Regions from separate parts of the Mus musculus genome. Here region 2 is linked to region 1. The links are chromatin contacts, called in public promoter capture Hi-C maps. All regions are on one chromosome and are shown on one strand. Each heading gives the region's core, a stretch centred on a gene start, on an enhancer-like site or on the middle of the called end of the contact. The rest is flanking DNA. Distances are from core to core; before and after follow the strand shown. Region 1 overlaps Lrpprc (leucine-rich PPR-motif containing). Region 2 overlaps Lrpprc (leucine-rich PPR-motif containing).

Evidence for each region. Capture Hi-C pulls out chosen DNA fragments and counts their contacts.
Region 2: a contact with region 1 is called in a promoter capture Hi-C map of pancreatic islet. The contact joins two enhancer-like sites. A contact is called at or near these places in 3 of 39 promoter capture datasets (the 3T3-L1 cell line, embryonic stem cells and trophoblast stem cells), 18 of 484 Hi-C or Micro-C datasets (the AML12 cell line, bone marrow-derived macrophages, cerebral cortex and 8 more), 4 of 115 datasets of contacts at active chromatin or transcription factors (embryonic stem cells and large pre-B cells) and 3 of 9 other capture datasets (adipose tissue, embryonic stem cells and pancreatic islet).

The regions. Positions count from the first base shown.
Region 1 is chr17:84,706,299-84,711,889 of GRCm38.p6, reverse strand. Lrpprc (leucine-rich PPR-motif containing) reads left to right here. Exons shown (of 38, transcript NM_028233.2): 33 at 1,216-1,355; 34 at 1,484-1,599; 35 at 3,728-3,802; 36 at 4,712-4,796. Among named protein-coding and RNA genes, the nearest start is that of Abcg8, 26 kb to the right of the region's middle. Within about 2 kb of position 2,224, at least 35 of the 459 cell types and tissues checked have an H3K27ac peak or open chromatin away from gene starts, as enhancers often do. A contact at or near this core is called in pancreatic islet, where this site is marked.
Region 2 is chr17:84,773,038-84,778,653 of GRCm38.p6, reverse strand. It overlaps Lrpprc (leucine-rich PPR-motif containing), which reads left to right. Exons shown (of 38, transcript NM_028233.2): 2 at 1,520-1,713; 3 at 3,143-3,265; 4 at 5,325-5,446; 5 at 5,552-5,610. Among named protein-coding and RNA genes, the nearest start is that of Lrpprc, 15 kb to the left of the region's middle. Within about 2 kb of position 1,398, at least 27 of the 459 cell types and tissues checked have an H3K27ac peak or open chromatin away from gene starts, as enhancers often do. A contact at or near this core is called in pancreatic islet, where this site is marked.

The sequences.
Region 1 (5,591 bases), core at 975-3,474:
AGTAGTTAAGCTTGGATGTATAGATACAGGATTAAAATGCTATTTTGCAAGAGGTACTTTTGTTTGTTTATTCCTGTTTCTTTTAGTAGAAAATGTTTTGGTTTTAACTTTAAACTGTTTCCTTGGGGCTAGAGCAACGGCTCATTTCTTTATGAGTCAATCAATGTCTTCCAGAAGACCCAGGTTCAGTTCCCAGCACCCACATGGCAGCTCCCAGCCATGTAGGCTCTGACACCTCCCCTGATGTCTGTACAAACATACAGGCAAGACAGCCATTATAGACTTAGACTATTTCCCTAAATAGAGTTTCAAACTTCATTTTTAATAAGAAAATGTGATTTTTAAAATTTGATCTATGTAAGAGCTAGATGAATATTTTAAATTTATGATATATTATTTTTTATGCTGTGGAAAATGTTTTTATTCACTTAATAACTCTTCTACCTAAGTCCATAAGACGCTTGTTTTTAATTAGAATTCTTTTTTTTTTAAGATTTATTTACTATTATACATAAGTACACTGTAGCTGTCTTCAGATGCACCAGAAGAGGGCGTCAGATCTCATTACAGGTGGTTGTGAGCCACCATGTGGTTGCTGGGATTTGAACTCAGGACCTTCAGAAGAGCAGTCAGTGCTCTTAACCGCTGAACCATCTCTCCAGCCCAGAATTCTTACTCTTAATATACTAATTTCAACATGAAGTTGATTTATGTCAGCACGTTATAACTGCACAGATCAGTCATAGATTGTCTCATCACAAGACAGTGAGAAGGATATTGTTTCCTACTTTGTTCAGGAAGGCCACAGAATTTCTTTTCTCCCCCCCCCCCCCCAAAAAAGTGCCCTTTTCTGAGGATTCTAGTATTGAGTATTTTCCAAATATATGGTGCCCGATGAAAAGAAGTCTCTGTTAGCCATGAAAGTACAACTTTTGGTGTATGATCTTTTTATTTTTTTTCATCTCCAAATGTCATATGTTGTCTTTGCTTCATATTCTAATGCCCTCTGTGATCTATAAAGCCAAAATTATAGCATTTTATATCTATATAACTAGGTTATGTTACATGATAGGCTTTGAAAATTATTAGTTATTAATCTGCTTATAAATATAGTCCCTTTTTTCTGAAGTATTTGCATGAGTATCCACATGAGTTAAAACGGACTGCAATTTTATACAAGTAAATACTTTATTGTGATTTTGTTTTCATTTACAGTAATAAACTTGATGCTGCCATAGAAAACATTGAGCACCTGCTTGCTTCCGAGAACCAAGCCATAGAACCTCAGTACTTTGGCTTGTCGTATCTATTCAGAAAAGTGATCGAAGAGCAGATGGAACCAGCGCTAGAGAAGTGTGAGTTGCCTTGCTGTTAAAAGAGCGTAGAAGCTCATCTTTGTCTTGGGTGAAATTGGCCCAGACTTCTTTGGCCCGTGAGCCATTCCCGTTTAGTGAACGCTTTTCCTTACCTGTGTTTCTTGCAGTAAGCATCATGTCTGAGAGAATGGCGAATCAGTTTGCACTTTACAAGCCCGTCACTGATCTATTCCTGCAGCTTGTGGATTCAGGCAAGGTGGATGAGGCCAGAGCTCTCTTAGAGGTAATGACTCCTCATCGGGACTCGGAGCTCATGAGAATTGAACTGGGAGAGGACTAGACCGGAGTGCACGGGATGGATGAAACTCCTGCTAGAACCCTGAAGTTCAGTGTCAATCCAGATTGCATGACGACCCTGTGGGCTGTCTATTGCCAGTTTTAAAGATGTCAGGTCGAACTGGAAATCCTAGTAATTAAGACAGGCGTCGAGTAGGAAACTGAGACAAGTGGTTCTGCAAAGATGGCTAATGCAAAGCATCAAATCCTTTGGTTTCCTAATTTCTTTAATGCTCTAAATACTGTGCATCACCATGGCAACACAGTTTGCAAACAAGAAGTAGGAAATGTTTGCTTTTCACGTACAGCTTCTCACTTGAATACTCAAACATTCTCAGTGCCTTATTCAAGGTTTATTAAGAGTTGAATTTGCTTTCTATTCACTAATGTGTCACAGACACATTAAATGACAAATGTGGCTCTCTCTGTGGCCCGCACTCAGTTAAATCAGCAATCTGGAGGAGAGGAGACGACTGCTTTCATGCCATTTTAACAGCTCTAAATAGAAAGCTGTGCCAAGCGCGCTGGAGCGGTGGGTGATCCGCCGCCGCTGGCAATGTACACAAACAGGCACCGCCGGGGGCCCCTTCCCAGCAGGTGGCAGTCAAACAGTCACGGTGATCCCGCCAGCGGCTGTGTTTGTGTAGACTCCCTGTGTCAAATTGAGGCCTGGGACCAATTTCTGATTGTAAATACTGTTATGTTCACTTCCGCTCCTACCAGCTGGGAGGAGTCAGTGAAGATGTGGACGGCACGCTCTAGCCACTGGCTTGAGCTCCAGGTTTGATCCAAGTGTGTCTAGCTTGACAGCACAAGCCACGCCACTTACAGAGGCGTGTCTGAACATTTTCCTCTGCTTTAACAGATTGCTTCTGTTTGGTTTGGTTTGTTTACTTCCTTTGTAGGAAATTGGACAGATAGTTTTCTGGGAATCTTCATTGTTCTCTCAGGCAGCCTTTTATGCTTTATCTCCCTGGGTTTGGTGCTAACAGGTTACCCTGGGCTGTAAGCAGATACCTAGTCACACTGGTGAAGGTGTTCTTTCACCTTGAACACACTCTTCTAATTGTTCTCTAGAGGAGGACCTTGCTGGCTCTACCAGCTCATTGTGAGCCACCATTTTCATGCCTTCCAGAGAAGTAGAATTGCCAGCAGCCATGCTCAGAGCTGTCTCCAGCAGCCGTACCACACCTTGGAGCTCTTGGTGGTGGCTGAGTGCAGACCTGACAGCAGCCGCATCTCTGCCTGCCACACAATGAAGAGCTGAGCTTCTCTAGTGAGGAGCGCTTGGCTCCCGGGTGTTTATGACGCCAATGTTGTGTGTGTCCCAGCCGTTTTTTTGTGCTGTTCATCTTAGCATTGACAGTGTTGTAAAGCTTTGAGCAAGCACTGTGCTGTCAGAAACGTGGAGGATGACATCTGCGATGATGTAAACTAAAATATTGTCTTGCCAGATTTCATTTGACTAAAGCATGTAGGACTGGATAGACACTTGATTTATCTGGTCTGTCATAGAAACTTTGTTAGTATAACTTTTGTCTCTTTCTCGAGCACTGGCTGTCTGTTGCAGTGAAAGCCTTTTATAACTGCAGAGATTGAAATCAGTCCTTTTGTATGCATAAGTGTAGGTAATTATACTTTAAAGAGAACTTGCTTTGTACATTTTAATTTTTATAAAGAAACGAGCAGTTATCTCCCTGACACCTTATTAAATGTATAATTAACCTTATGATCCCTAGCTCACTTGTGAATGCTTGGCAGAGTAATTGGCGAGGAGTGGTGGTCCTTCCTCCCTCTTTCTTTGCAGTCCTGAGCCTTGTTCTGTGCTTGTTGAAGCATTAGTTTAATTTTTCCCTTTTCTCTTTAAACAAACTTCATCCCTGATGCAGAGAGCCACACTCACCAGGGTTGACACAGCTCGCCCATCGCCCCCTTTCGTGCCTAAGTAAACCTGGCCAGATGCTGGGCTCCTGGTGGGCATGGTGCGTTGCTGTGTCACCGGGAACTTCCTTAATTGGGAGATTTGCCCTGGCTGGCTCACTTAACACCGCCACTGACACTGCTCTGCCTTTCAGAGATGCGGTGCCATTGCCGAGCAGAGCTCGCTTCTGTCGGTGTTCTGTCTGAGGACTTCTCAGAAACCGAAAAAGGTACGGAGCTTTGTTAGAGCCGTCCAGTCAGATGGTCCTGACCCATTGCGGCTCAGAACCTCACTGACAACTCCACAGAAAGGGAGACATGGCCTGTCTATATTTGGCTACTTTTTAAAAGTGTGTGTGTGTGTGTGTGTGTGTGTGTGTGTGTGTGTGTGTGTGTATGTGTAAGTATGTAAAAGACAACAGGCCCTATTTTATGTTTTGGATGCTATTGTATGGTTTGATGGTAGAACCTTCTTAGGGTGCACCAAATCCTGACATGACCCTCAGTCTTATGTCCTCAGGAGATGGGCAGGAAGGAGTTCAGGAGAGCCTCGGGCGGATCTGACTCTGTGCTGTGGGGTTAGGACCTTTAAGTGCTGAGCACAGTGCATTGGCAGTGCAGTGGGTACTGAGCTAGACTGGACTTGGGTAAGAACTACGTGAAGGTCACTGCAGACTTACTGAGTCTTCTCTGCAGGAAGTCCTCCAGGCAGTGAAGGACCCTCCTGGGAAACCCTAATGCACTTGTGTACCAGATAGGGGGCGCTGCAGAGCCTTTATCTTCATAGTTTATCCTGAATTCTTTTTTACATTAAAATACAACTTATTTCTGTAAAGTTTATCTTACAACTTTTTGATAAGTTAACAGTTGATAAAAGAAGTGTTCAGTCCTTTGATTTTGTTTTATATTTATTTTTGAAAGCACTCAGATATGTAAATGAGATGCCTTTAATTATTAAAAATGTTGATTTTTATCTGGCTATGATTTATCAAATTAATATCAAATGCTGAGATAAACAGAAGTCAAATGATCCATTAAGTCACGCGGTGGCTATGCTCTGACTGTAGTAGTTTGTGACACTGTGTGTGTCTGCTACCTCTGCAGACTGCTTTTGAGTATTACCTCTGTTTACCTTCTAGGCACCAGTTCTGAAGACTTTGTTAGAACTGATTCCTGAGTTACGTGATAACGATAAAGTATATTCTTGCAGCATGAAAAGCTATGGTAATAAATTTAATCGTGCTACGTTATTCAAGTGATGTAAATATTTCTAAGTATAGTCAACTGTGAGATCAGCTCAAAGGAATATTCCTCAATTTCAGATAATTACTCATTTACTTAGCTCTAGAATATGTTCTTAAACTATAGAAAAGCATGAAATTGTTCCTAGAGCTTTAACATTGAAAAACGTTCCTGAACACCTCCAGAGTGTGCCGGGCCGGGCAGACTCTGTGAGGAAGCCGCTCCTCCCTCCCAAGGCCCGCCCTGCAGGGCAGAAGTGCGGCCTCCTCCTGCCTCTGCGTTCCACTGAGGCCAAGGCTTATCTCCTGCCTCAGCTGAAGTGCACAGCCATCGATGTCCACAGTCAGACAGTCCATGCGAAGGAGGCAGTGGAAGGTTTGTCACAGAGCAGATGAAGTGCTGATGTGTCCATGTCCCACCCTCAGACCTGCTCGTTACACTCGGGTATAGTGGAGCAGCAGACTTAGAACTAGTAAATCGATTCTTCGTTCCCACATGGAGTCTTGCAATATTTACAAACAGCAGAAATCATAGATCTCCTTATGTGAGTAGCAAACAGTATCAAATGCCTTAAAAAGTGGACGATTAGGGCAGAGGTAGATAAAGATGCAGACCCAGGCCTGCAGAATGAGGGCCCTTGCAGCAGGGGTGGCCCTTTCACAGGGAAGCTGCCTGGCTGAGCTTTCGCAGGTCCCCACTCCTCCCCTTGAGAGAGCATCAGGGCTAAGCCCTGCTCCTCACAGCCTCATGCTCTACAGTTGAGAATGTGATCGTTCA
Region 2 (5,616 bases), core at 149-2,648, 68 kb before region 1:
CCCCGCACCGTAGTTTCTGATTTATTTCTGTATATGTGATGGTCAGGTGGTTGTGATTTGTCTCTGGTCACTGGTATAATTTCTACTCTAGTATCAGTTACAGACTGCTTTATAAGTGACAGAGCTTTTGATGCAACTTCACATACATAGTCAATTTATGATGTAGGAAAACGGTGGCTTTGGGGACAGTGAGAAAAAACCTAGGGATTTGCATGCTAAACACATGCTCTGTCGCTGACTTGGGCACTTAGCTCACCACTGACTGGTAAAAAGGTCTACAAGCCAGAGAATGTGGTTATCCTGAAAGTATTTCTTGACTTAATATTTTTAGGCATAATATGTAATATAACTTAGTGGCAGCTAAAAATAAGATATTTGAAGTAGTTCCCCAAGAATTGCATATGTTAAAAAGTAAGATCCTGAATTCATAGAAAGCCTTTAAAAATCAAAGATTTATGTATGACAGTATTTTTTACATGTAAGGATTATATTTTAGATTTGACATTTGTAAATCAAGTATAGCATTTATTCCTATAGCATGGAAAACCACTGGTAGCATGTTTTAGAACACTGAAATGTATATTAGACTCCACTATCAAAATATTGATTTAAAGAGAGTTGCTTCTTCTAGAGATATCGGTAGCTCAGATTGTAGGGTGCTCGATTAGCATGGGCCCCGTCCCTGCACTGAATAACCTGCGTCGCAGGCCTGCTATCCCAGCAGAGGTAAAAGCAGGGAAAATAGAAGTTCAAAGTTATTGTTGGTTCTATTGGCAGTTCCAGGCCAGCCTGGACTAAATGAGACCCTGTTTCAAAAAATAAAAAATAAAAGATACATTATTCTGTAGAAACATTATTATGATCTTAGCTAAGCTCTTATAACATCTTTAAAAATAATGTTTACGCTCAGAGTGAAGTTTCACTTTTGATGGTTACTACTTTAAAGAGCGAGGGAAGCATTCAAACTGTTGACAGACACAGAGCCGTGAAAGCGGGCGCCTCGTTCATAAGGACGTAACCTAGTTACAGTCATAATAAGCTTATGCCCAGAAAAAAACCTGAAGGTGGTTTGCGAGTTTGGAGTCCACCTTGGCCTTGTGTCTCACTTTCCCGAGTGTGAGGAGCTGGTTATGTCTGGGCTGCTTTATTCTCCTTTAGTAAGGAAACATCGTATTAGCTTGTTGGTTTGAAATGACTTCAGGTTGAAGGTTATCAATCCACTCAGAAGCACTGGGGTGTGTGTGTGTGTGTGTGTGTGTGTGTGTGTGTGAGAGAGAGAGAGAGAGAGAGAGAGGGAGAGGGAGAGGGAGAGGGAGAGGGAGAGGGAGAGGGAGAGGGAGAGGGAGAGAGAGAGAGAGAGAGAGATTGATTTGTTGCTAGTGTATATTTCTCCAAGTATCTCTGCTATTTCATTGCAGTTTTAGTGACTATCAGAACTTGGTAACTTCACACAAGTGATGCCCTGTGTAGATAACAGTTTATTTACTTAGTTTGTTATTAATTGTGTTTCATTTTACAGAGAGCGTCTGAGCCAAGCCAGATTGTATGCCATCGTTGCTGAGAAAAGGGATCTTCAAGAGGAGCCTGCTCCTGTGAGAAAGAACAGCAGTCAATTTGACTGGGCTCTGATGAGACTGGATAATTCTGTCCGGAGAACAGGCCGCATCACAAAGGGGCTTCTGCAGAGAGTCTTTGAGAGCACGTGTAGCTCAGGTATTTGAGAGTTTCTCTGTAGGAAGCTGAAGTTTTTAACGCGTTTCCGGAAGCTCGCTGCCCTGGGAAGAGTGTTATCTGACATTGTCAGCTGTCACTGTGGTACTTGCTGTTGTTCATCTGTCTGCTGTGACTCTCCCTGGGAAGAGTGTTATCTGACATTGTCAGCTGTCACTGTGGTACTTGCTGTTGTCCATCTGTCTGCTGTGACTCTGATCCTGCTGTCCTTCCAGTTCATCCAGGCAGAGTTTGAAGTAACATAAAAATACCTTGTTCAGCGTTCATTTCAGAGTCAGCAAATAGAAACGTCCATTGCTCGCCCTGGCGTCTAGGGTTGCTTGCAGTGGTAAGCTGAGGTGGAAGGCACCAGCTTTTCTCTTCTTTCCTTGTGGTGTCAGCTTCTCCCGAGATGAGCGCATCGAAGGCTGATAGACACCAGTCAACTGTTAAACAGGTAGCCCTGACAGGAGCTGCAGGCCCTGTCCCCAGGCTTTCCCTCTCACATCACAGCTACAAAGGCGAATGGGCTAACACGTACAATTTTGTGTGCATTTAAAGAAGATTCGATAAACTCCTAGAGCCTGTTTGTGGGGTCCATTCTGTATAAAGCAGATCTTCTGTGCACTGAAGGACCAGAACCTCCCATCTACTCAGAGCTGTCACAACTCTCCATGGGCACCCTCCCCAGCCCCTCTCATCTTTCAGGTTCTAGGCACCCACAAGTGTATTTTCTGCCCCCTTAGGTCCTTGCTCTGGATGTACTTGTAGATGGAGTTATACAATACGTGTTTATTTTTGTTTCATCTTGAAGTTGTTTTTAGGGACATGGAGATGAACTTAAGTTTGATAATGATGAGTTCTTGTCTGCTTTCTGTCATTGTCATAAGACACCAAGAAGCTTAGCCTCGAACACGTAGCAAGCACTGCTTAAAAATTTGTTTCTCAGGCTGGTGAGATGGCTCAGTGGTTAAGAGCGCCGACTGCTCTTCCAAAGGTCCCGAGTTCAAATCCCAGCAACCACATGGTGGCTCACAACCATCCGTAATGAAATCTGATGCCCTCTTCTGGAGTATCTGAAGACAACTACAGTGTACTTACATTAAATAAATAAATATTTAAAAAAAAAAAAAATTTGTTTCTCTTTGGACTTATTAGTTTTACAGATTGTGTAAGTTTTGTAGGCTTTTTAAAGCAGACTACTAGTACAATTTTAAGTTGTAATATTTATTAGTGTTGTGGATTGGGTGGTGTCTGGGTACTGTCTTGTCTTTGGTGAGCCATGAGGCTGTGGATGGTTAAAGGATATTTTTCTTGATCTCTTTGAAAAGCCTGAGGGTGTTGAAATCGTTTATAAGCTTCAGATTACACTGTGTTGATGCCTCCGTGGAATTGGGGCAGTCACCGTGCTCCATGAACTGTTTCTGCACAGGTAGCCCAGGGAGCAATCAAGCTCTGCTTCTGCTGCGCAGCTGTGGCTCGCTCCTGCCCGAACTGAGTCTCGCCGAGAGGACAGAGTTTGCTCACAAGATCTGGGACAAACTTCAGCAGTTAGGTATGATTGTTTTAGTGCATAACGTAAGGTATGTTTTTTTTTCTGTTCCACTGTGTTCTTCACATAAGTATTATAAACTTACTTTATCGTGACTTTTTTTTTTAAAGATTATTTATTATTATATGTAAGTACACTGTAGCTGTCTTCAGATCTCATTACAGGTGGTTGTGAGCCACCATATAGTTGCTGGGAATTGAACTCAGGACCTCTGGAAGAGCAGTCAGTGTTCTTACCTCCTGAGCCATCTCGCCAGCCCTTATCATGACTTCTTGATTCAGTACTTTTTTGCAATATGTTTATTTGGTGAGCTTAGTGACACCTAGGGGCATTAAGAATAAAGTAGTTTTCATATTATGAATTAGAATTTTGATAAGTGAGAAAACAGTCACTGAGCTACGGTTGTAACTTAACTCACTCCACAGTCCCAAAGCATTGTTAGAGCTCAGCTCCCAGGGAGCGACTCACACAAGAGGCTCTGCTGTAGCTCCTTAGATAGCAGGGGGCTCACTGGGGTCAGATCTATACGTTATGGAGCGTCTGTGATAGAGTGCCATCAATCTGCGCACTGGTGAACTAGACACAAAAATGAAGATGCTGAGCAGCATACACGGTGTGCCATTACCACAGTGAGTGCCTTTCCCTGTGTATGTGTATCCACTATATTGAAATATTTCTGGTCTGAAAAATGATAAACACCACATATAATTTTTACTGAGTACATTCTGTTTTTGCTGTTGCTCTGTTGAGACAGGCTTCCGCTACGTTATTCTGGCTAACGTGGATCTTGATCTCAGAGGATGGTTACCTTCAGTGTTGGGACTAAACGTTGTCACCATGCCTGGCTAAATGTCTGTTTTTAAAATTTTGAACCAGCTGAGTTATAGTGGTACATGTCTTTAATCCCAACACTTGGGAGACAGAGGCAGGCAGCATTCTATAAATTTGAGGCCAGTCTAGTCTACATAGTCTTAAAAAAAATCCAAAACTAAAATTTTGAATATTAAAAAATAATTCAAAGCCCACTTGATAACTGGTATTCATTCCCGATTTTTAAGTGATTGAAGAGCAGAAGGAAGCTGAGTCAATGTGATAAGTCTAAAGCCGTCCACCCTGTGTGCACCGCCTTTCCCACCTCTTGAGTTGATTTTTTTTTTTTTTAAAAAAGTGTTGATGCTTTAAAAAAAATACATTTTAGGACATTCTGTGGTAATTTTGTTGCACAGCCATGTTATGAATCTAACACATCATTCCTTGTAATGCCCTACTAAAAATCATCACAGTACTAAAGAGATTGGATTCCCCAACATGGTGCCTGCCTATAAGGTCACACACATCCCAGGAGAGCTGTGAATGTAACTGAAGACCTTTGGTCAAAGGCATACTGCACTGCCAAAGAACTAGACACCACTCTTAGACTGATAGGATGGCCATGGTGTCCTTTGTGTGTAGAATAGGCTGAGTGGCTGTCCTAACAGATGTCACCGTAGGCAGTATCCACACAGGAAGAAGACAAAGATGGTAGACTATGGCTAAATCATGCTAGCAGGCTGAAAATGGTGTTCACGCTCAAGGAGGAGCGCGTCCTTGAGGCAAAGGCTTTAAGTGACCTGGTAAAAATTTAAAAAAAAAAAATGCCAACAGTCCTTTATAAAAGGCTTGTAGTCACAGTTCATCTGTAGCATGGTAAGGACCACTTTATAGGAATGCCTCTACCATTCATTCATTCATTCATTCAGTCGGTCAGTCTATCTGCATGTATGTGTCTGCATGCCAGAAGAGGGCATCAGATTCAAGTATAGATGACTGTATGCCACCATGTGGTTGCTGGGAATCGAACTCATGACCTTTGGAAGAGCAGAGAGTGCTCTTAACTGCTAAGCCATCTCTCTAGGCTGCCTGTGTTACTTTTAAATACAGAGGTATTGTTAGTGAGTTCTCATATATGAAGACAGTACTATGTTTCGTAAGTAAGCACCCATTAGTGTCTGCAGAATTTAGTGATACTTCAGATACGATGTTAAATGCTCTTCTGAACATTTGATTTGAATTTCGTTTATAGGTGTCGTATATGATGTCAGTCATTACAATGCTTTACTTAAAGTATATCTTCAAAATGAATACAAATTTTCACCTACTGACTTCCTGGCAAAGATGGAGGGAGCAAACATCCAACCAAATCGAGTAGGTAACTGCTGCTGTGGGTCCTGGGCCTCCGGACCCACTTCTGTTGTTTTTCAGAAAAACATGATTATGCATGAAAATGCTAAGCAGCCCATTCCATTGCAGGTAACATACCAGAGGCTGATAGCTGCCTACTGTAATGTTGGGGACATTGAAGGTGCCAGGTATGT